Regions from separate parts of the Bicyclus anynana genome. Here region 2 is linked to region 1. Evidence: chromatin contacts called from public Hi-C data. All regions are on one chromosome and are shown on one strand. Each heading gives the region's core, a stretch centred on a gene start, on an enhancer-like site or on the middle of the called end of the contact. The rest is flanking DNA. Distances are from core to core; before and after follow the strand shown.

Evidence for each region. A called contact is a pair of places that touch in the nucleus more often than the background predicts.
Region 2: a contact with region 1 is called in a Hi-C map of whole larva, with 4 times the contacts expected there. The contact joins the promoter of LOC112045552 here to the promoter of LOC112045543 in region 1. A contact is called at or near these places in 2 of 2 Hi-C or Micro-C datasets (whole body and whole larva).

What each region holds. Positions count from the first base shown.
Region 1 is chr19:11,718,640-11,722,445 of ilBicAnyn1.1, reverse strand. It overlaps LOC112045543, which reads right to left and starts at 2,076. Exons shown (of 2, transcript XM_024081769.2): 1 at 1,915-2,076; 2 at 1-963. The coding sequence starts at 2,000. The coding sequence ends at 777.
Region 2 is chr19:11,922,191-11,926,344 of ilBicAnyn1.1, reverse strand. It overlaps LOC112045552 (sperm flagellar protein 2-like), which reads left to right and starts at 1,445. Exons shown (of 2, transcript XM_024081780.2): 1 at 1,445-4,154. The coding sequence starts at 1,445.

The DNA of each region.
Region 1 (3,806 bases), core at 827-3,326:
AATATAATTTTTTCTACATAAACATTATAATTAACATAGACGAAACACAAAACAAACGTCTAGGTACTTTACTAGAAAAAACTAGTATTTTTAAAAAAATAATGAATATCCTGAATTTTAACAGTTCTAATATTATTATGCTTTATTGTCTTAAACTTGATATTTTTGTGATAGTCACGAAATTAACCGTTTGTTAGCTTGAAAATTACGCTTACTTCAAACTCACATCTGCATGTTTATTAAGTACAGAATTCTCTCATGGTAACAGAAATCTCAATCATAAGCCAATAGAAATGGCGTGTATGGGTGACAGTTGTGTGCATATGGTTGTAACGTGTATTGGTCCCGATGTGCATGACGTCATGCCGATCGCGACCAGCGACCAACACACGATCAGTTGTATCGGACATCAAGCCGTTAGCGCTGCAGGCATGTGGGCATATCGGATGGTGAGTGGCTAGCTATTATAAAGACAAAAATACAAGAAAATCGCACACTGCGTAAATTTTCCTTACTCTACACTTTAAATCCAGCTACCGCTATTTTACAACTATGTTCATATAACTAGAGAGGAGTTTTAAGTTCGTCTTTTTCTCTCTAGACTAGATAGACAGAGAGACATAGTGACGACTTAAAGGCTCACACTATGTAGTAATAAATTATTAAATCATTATGTATTATACAATAGCGCTACTCTGTCGGCGACACTGGTCTCTAATAATAATAATTAAAATGCAACACGCCATATTGACTTGTGATTTAGATGTCTATGCTTTTTACATTTTAAAGACGAACATAGCGCGCCTGTTCAGTTGCAACGAAGTTCGGAGCATCGACGCTAGTTGGCGCGGCAGTCCCATCAGACGGGGGCTTTCCCTCCACGAAGTTCGCCGCAAGTACCACGAGGGCGCTGGCGTGCAAGCGAGGGTTAACTCCGGCCAACTGCCTTGTTTATCTTTATCTCTGAAATACGATGATTTTGTAGTTTTTAACACATTTTCTTTAATAAATTGCTTTAGAGGGGCCGTGTATCAAAGTTATTTGACGATAGACGAGCGACAAATCTCGGAAATCTCTAGCAGTTTTTTTAAATGTTTTATTTTCTCCGGGAAGCAGTGTTGCCAGAAGGTTACTTTTGTAACCTTTTAGGTGATTTTTTGACTGCATTGGTAACTTTAAGGTTACATTAATAAAAAGGTTACTTTTACGTGATATTTAGGAATTTTTAAAATTTACTTACAATTTCGTATATCTAAAACAGAACGGTCGTTAAATCAAGAAATGCGGACAAATGCTCAAGAAATCATCGATGTTTCTGTGTCAATCTCACTATAAATGAAGACGTTACAATTGACGTTGCGAAATAAGTAAGTTGCAACTTGCAGTCACATTGAATTTCTTAAAAAAATCAAGTATGAATTTAAGAAATTAACGTCATTTTTTTTTAATTCTTGCTCTTTATTTGTATTTTTCTTATCCCATGAGGAATTACTTAAGATGATTCTATTTACGAGTAAAATGTCCTTCAGTTTATAGTAATTTAGTACTTGGCTAATATTCGTAACAGACAGTTAATAAACAAAAAAACAAAATTATTTTAGCCCCCAGAGGCTGAAATGGCGGTTTAGCCATGCTGTGGAACGCAAAAAGCAAGAGTAGTTAGTGAAAAGGTTACTTTTTTAATATTTCGGGTAACTTTTCACAAGACCCAACTGGCAACACTGCCGGGAAGCGCCAGATGATAATTAAGTAAGTGTTGGGGGTTAAATTTAACGAATTTTTGTTTTCACACTTAAGGGGCCACTGTTGCCTGTAGTTTTATCGGATGTCCTTCCGTTTGCGCTGCAAGAACATGAGCTTATTGAATAGTGAGTGGCTAAGTAGGTATAGGTATATTTAATAGTTAGAACTCACTTTTCTACATCTTCTTTTTCTTTATCATTACTTCGTTTGGGCTTTCGACTGGTTGAGGTTGCTCTAAATCTATAGTATTTCGGCATATTCCAATAAGAATTTATCAAAAATTATGGCAAAACAATTCTTATAAAATAAAGTGACTTACGCTACGTAGAATCATAAAATGACAAGCTATGTCAAAGAGCTACGTTGGCTAACCAAATTCACTGGAATTTGACCTTTCGAAATTTTTTTTTGGATCATCCAGTAGGTATCCTCTTTGGTTTATATACTCAAAGAATATATTACTTTTTTAGGTATTAGTTTTAATTTTAATTTATTTTAATTTTGTAGTTGTAGTTGTATTGATATTTCCTTATATTTTATTTTTATAATAAGTTTAGCCTATTTATGTACCTACTTGATTAATAAAAGTATATTTCGCCTTTATAGACTACGAAAAAAGGTAGATACTATATCATCTGTGTTAACGATTGCAAATTTCCAAAACTTTGCCGTACGTTATCAAAATTCTGTTTATCAATTAATTGAAAAATATTAGGGGTTATAGTATGAAATTGCCGATTTGTACTGAAAATCTAAATTGTTTATTTTTTAATTTTTAACAAATTTATTTAATCAAAATAGTTGTAGATAATAATTATCTATACATTGATCCCATCTAATGGGAAGGTCATTAATGCTTATGCAATAGAACTCCGACGATCTAGACTGCACAAACTGTGTGAAAGAATTTTGTACTGACTCCTGGGAAGAAAACTTCTTGTCACGTAGATAATTGTCCAAATCACGAAAAAAATGGTAGTCCGTTGGAGCAAGGTCTGGTGAATACGGAGGATGACGAATAGTTTCTAACTGCAGTTCCTGAAGGGTTAAAGTGGTTTCTCGTGCTGTGTGAGGTCTCGCGTTGTCGTGGAGCAATAATGGTGAAGATCGATTCATGAGTCGGGGCTGTTTAACTGCTAGTTTTGTCAACATGGTTCGCAGTTCGGCACAATAGACATCTGCCGTTATTGCTTGACCAGATCGGAGAAAACTATAGTGAATAACACCATGCTGAGACGACCAAACAGTTATCATTACCTTTTTATTGGTAAGTTTCGCTTTAGGACACTGTTGTGACATTTGACCTGGGGTCAGCCATTGCATTTTTCTTTTCCGGTTATCATAAAGAATCCACTTTTCATCACATGTTACAATTAGATCCAATATTCCTTCATTTCTGTACCCGGTCAACAAGGCAACACAAGTTTCAACACGCGTTTCTTTCTGCAGATCAGTCAAATCATGAGGCACCCATTTTTCGTACTTTTTTATTTTATTGATTTGACGCAAGTGAGTCAATATTGTGGGTAAGGTAACGTTAAACCATGCCGCTAATTCCTGGATAGTTTGACTAGGATCGGCTTCCACTATCTCTCTTAATTCATCGTTATTCACCTGTGTGGGCGGTCTTCCTCGTGGCTCATTCTTTAAGTCGAAATTTCCATCACGAAAGCGTTTAAACCAAAATCGCACGGTGCGTTCATTAGTAGACCCCTCTCCAAACGCAGCATTGATGGGTTTGAGTAGGGTATGGAAGGGTAGGTGTAGGGAGTAGGGATTAACGCGGACGAAGTCGCAGGCGTCCGCCAGTATTATACAATACAACACTACAACATCAAATATTATATCAAATGAATCTATCAATATGAAAGATGGATTGTCTCTTTTAGATGATTCCCGTATGTTGAAAAGGAAAAAGTTTTATACGTTTATAGAAGTCAAGGACGTCAGATGCCGTAACCGTAACGAGTTTAATAATGTTGTATGATTTTTTTAAATTAGCTGCTTATAGCTGTTTATTTTTTTTCAAATATACTTTTATATCTTTATTATTATTTTATTAC
Region 2 (4,154 bases), core at 196-2,695, 200 kb before region 1:
TTAATGTGAGGGTCATTCGTCGACGTGTAATTTTTGAATCCTTGTTGATACACAATCCATATCGGGCGAGATCTCTGCTTTCGGTGGTGTGTCTAAAGAGAGGTTGAGGTTCTCCAGAGACTGGCAACGCTTTGCTGGGCTCTTGAGGTCACCAGAGTAAGTACTTGTTGAAGGCTCCAGGATGTTGTACTTGGAGTCACAGCTTCCGTCGTTGACGTCGACCCCCATCGCGTCGGAGTTTTCACTTTTAGTTCTGTGTCTAACGGGTAACACGTACGGACACAGTCTGTTTTTATTCGTCGTACGTTTCATACAGTAGCCCACGGTGACGTTCGATACGTACCGCGTGTTAAGACGCATCACGCCCAAATTAGATCTAGACTCGAGTAAATATTCGCGACGCGCCTCGGTTATTGCACTCAACATACCCAAATCTTGTAATGCTTTATCTAAGTTATCCAGGTTCATGTGGCGACGAGTTCTCTGTGAACAAGGTGATCCGGATGAAACAAACGCCGCTACGACGCGAGTCGGGACCGCTTTCTATTTATGATGCCACAAAGTTACATACACTTTTTTCGAATTCATTACATTTCATCGTGGAGTGATCACGGTAATATTTAAGTAGGAAATAATGAAAGACCGTGCGAAAATAAACATCACAAAAAAGTCATAATAAGTGATGACATTTCAAATTGACGTATGTATGATCGCTGAGCTGAGTTGCCATTTTTTTTGTATCAGTGAGTGAATGAGAATGAGAGCAATGAGCAACCATAGATTAAAAAAAAAACCGGCCAAGTGCGTGTCAGGCTACGCGCATTGTAGGGTTCCGTAGATTAAATTAGCACTTTGAACTCTGATTTAATGCACAAAAATACCGATAACTATACACCACGCTATAGGATAGACGATAAAAAATTCATCTTCACTTTGCATGTAGGGAAGGAACCCCAAAATTTTTATTTTCAAATTAATTCATCCCATCCCATAACATGCCTATGACAGACAGCCGGGAATGGTGAAATTATAAGGATTCCTTGTGGACTACGGAATCGTAAAAATCTATGGGAGCAACCAAGATCAGTAACTTATTGAGCGACGTAACGTAACACTTGCTTCAAGCAAATTCACAGCACTTTTCAGACAATGATAAGTTTGTTTATATCTAATGAGACGGTTTGTTAGACTCTACTACCACTACCTAAGTAAAGAACTAAATACTACTGAATAAGTACAATTTTACGATGTCAGAGTCGTGAGATTCGTCTATAGGTCAAAACTTATATTGAAACTCATTTGAATGATTCGTTTTCATTCATAGATTTTTTATACCTATTTTTTAATTTATAAATTTATTTGGCATACAAAATGGTTGCCATTTTATTTTCTGCTTCTTATTGTATTTATCAGCTGTGAAATTTAATAAATATAAAATATAAGAATGGCTGAAATGTTAAAGGAGTGGTTAACCAAACGCTTAAAGCGACCTATGATTTGGAAAGCTGAGGAATTTGGAGACAAAATGAAAAACGGGTACATTATATCTTGTGTTTTACAAAGCTATCATGTGATAAATGATGAAAAACATTATCTTGTAAGGTCAAGTAACATAGATGTCGATATTAAAAACAATTGGTTACTGCTGAAAGAATGGTTGCGTGATATAGAAATAAACTTAACAGATGATGATATGCAAAACATTATAAAAGGGAGTGGGTCAACATTACTTCGTCTATTTTATCAACTCTTTCTTCATTTAGACAAGCTGGATCGTACTAATTTTATAAAACAAGAAAGAAAAAAAGTTTCGAGTTTAGTTGATAAAATGTCACATAGATTTACAGTACATAGGGTAGAAGAGAAAACAGAATCCTTTGTAGATGATTTGTCAAAACCTTTACTAGATCAGAAAAAGTTTATTGAATGGCAGAGAAAAAAAGCGAAGGAGATTCAGGAAACGTATGACTACGTACGACACAAATATTCAAAAATGTTAGCAAAGATAGATGAATCTAAAACTCCGTTGCAACATCCAGAAGGGGAGGTGTATAAAAAGACTGTAAGAAATAAAAAAGAAATGGAACAATTTTCATTAAGATATCCCTGTGAATTCAAAAATTACACCTATGAAGATCTGCTTAATTTAGAACAAAAAGCAATAGAGAGGCAAAAAACACTCATTGATACTGAATGGGCTAAAAATTATATGGATAACCTTTACGTTAAAATGCACAAAAAGTCAGATTCAGAAGAATTTCAAAAACAAATGAGAAATGTTATAAGTGCTTCATTGTGGGATGTTTCTATCGTTGAAGAAGAAACTAAATTGGATACAGAACTATCAAAGAAAGTGATGAAATTGTCGCAATTTGAGAAACAAATGTGTACTCAAATTATGGAAACTAAACAACAAGCTCGTAACTTAGTAAATAATAGAATTCAGGGAGAAAGAGAGTTTTCTGATCAAAGAATGCAACAATTTAACCTATTTCTTGATAATGTAAAAGAAGAAGTCAATTTAGGACTAGCTGAAATTGACTTTGAAAAGAAAAGGCAGAATATGCTGCATAAGAAATTGTTTTCTGAAAAAGTAAAAAGAAAACGACAACATTATTATGAAATATGTTACGATACGGTTCTAGCAATTATTGATTTTGCCACGATCTATGCTTATTACAAGAGATTATTAAATGACGAAATACCTGAATATTTTATCCGCGAATGGAAAGCTCTGTACTACAAACAACAACCTATATTCGATATATTTCAGCCAACAGAAAATATTATAAGAGTTGACGAAGAGCCTTTACTTGGAGAAGAAGAAATTATTAGGTTGGAATTAGATAGGCAAGAGGCTTTGAATGATAGTGAATTCTATGAGTACCACAATTATTTACAACCTTGGACATTGAATTCATTGATTCCAAATTACAATCCTGAAGCTGAGGAAAGAAAATATGAATATTTAGGATCTAATGTATTGGGACATGTAGCGTATACTCTCCTTGAAATAAAATACCCGTATCCACCACAAAGACCGCCAGCTAATTTACCTACTTTTTCTACAAAGGCTATTGTGCGAGGTCTGCCTGATAAATCAATTGTAATTGCATTGCAAAAACTACTAACTAACCAAAAAGTTCATGTTGTGCGAATTGAATATGCTATTAATTTTTGTCTCAGGAGATTTAAAATTGAAATGGTAGGTTGCAAAGATATTGAATTATCATTTGAGAAGTTTATTGCCGCAACAAATGATGAACTGAATAAAGAGTTAATTAAATCAATAAAAACTGAAGACGAGATACTTAGTAAAACTGATGCAATGTTACCTGTACAAGGTCCGTTACTTCCTAATGCCAAACAGACTCAAACGCCGAAAACCATTCCGGAAGAAGATATCACTCTGTCAAGTCCAGCGGAACTTGGTAAATATGCATACGAAACTTTAAACTCTGGTGAATCTCTTACAGACCATTTATTATCTGCCATGATAGTGGAGTATATAAAAGATCAAAACGATATTAATGGATTTGTAATTATAAATTATCCTAATACTTACCGCGAAGCACAAATACTAGAAGAAACATTTTCGGGTCAGACTCCACCAGATGTAGGGGACCTTGACGATCGTGATGAAGTTTATCTTGAAGAGAGTATTATTAAGCATAGAAAAAAAGAAAAGGATCCATATAAAGAAGTACGAATATCTAAACTGGTGAATGATCCACATAAAAAAAGATTTAATGTTCCTTTTACGAGTTATTTTAGTTGCTATCTAAATCTTAAAGAAACTGAAGATATTTTACAAGAGTATGTTATATGGTGTTTAACAGAAGACAATTCAGAAATAATCGATAGAATTTACGCTGCTTTGGGAATAAATTATAGTATGTATTATGAAGTAATAGAGAAAGAGCAACTGGTTTTAATATGCAAATACATACTAGGTGATTATGCGCTTTATATAAAATCTGACGATAAATTATTTGGAGAAAATGTTTTGAGTTCTCTTGATTTTCCCAACACTGATGATAAAAGAACGAAGTCAAAAATTATCAAACCTGAAACATCCAGCGAAAAATTTAAAGAATACTTGATTTGTAACTCAAAATTAAGTAAGTCTTTATCTTTTGTGAATGATGAAGTTG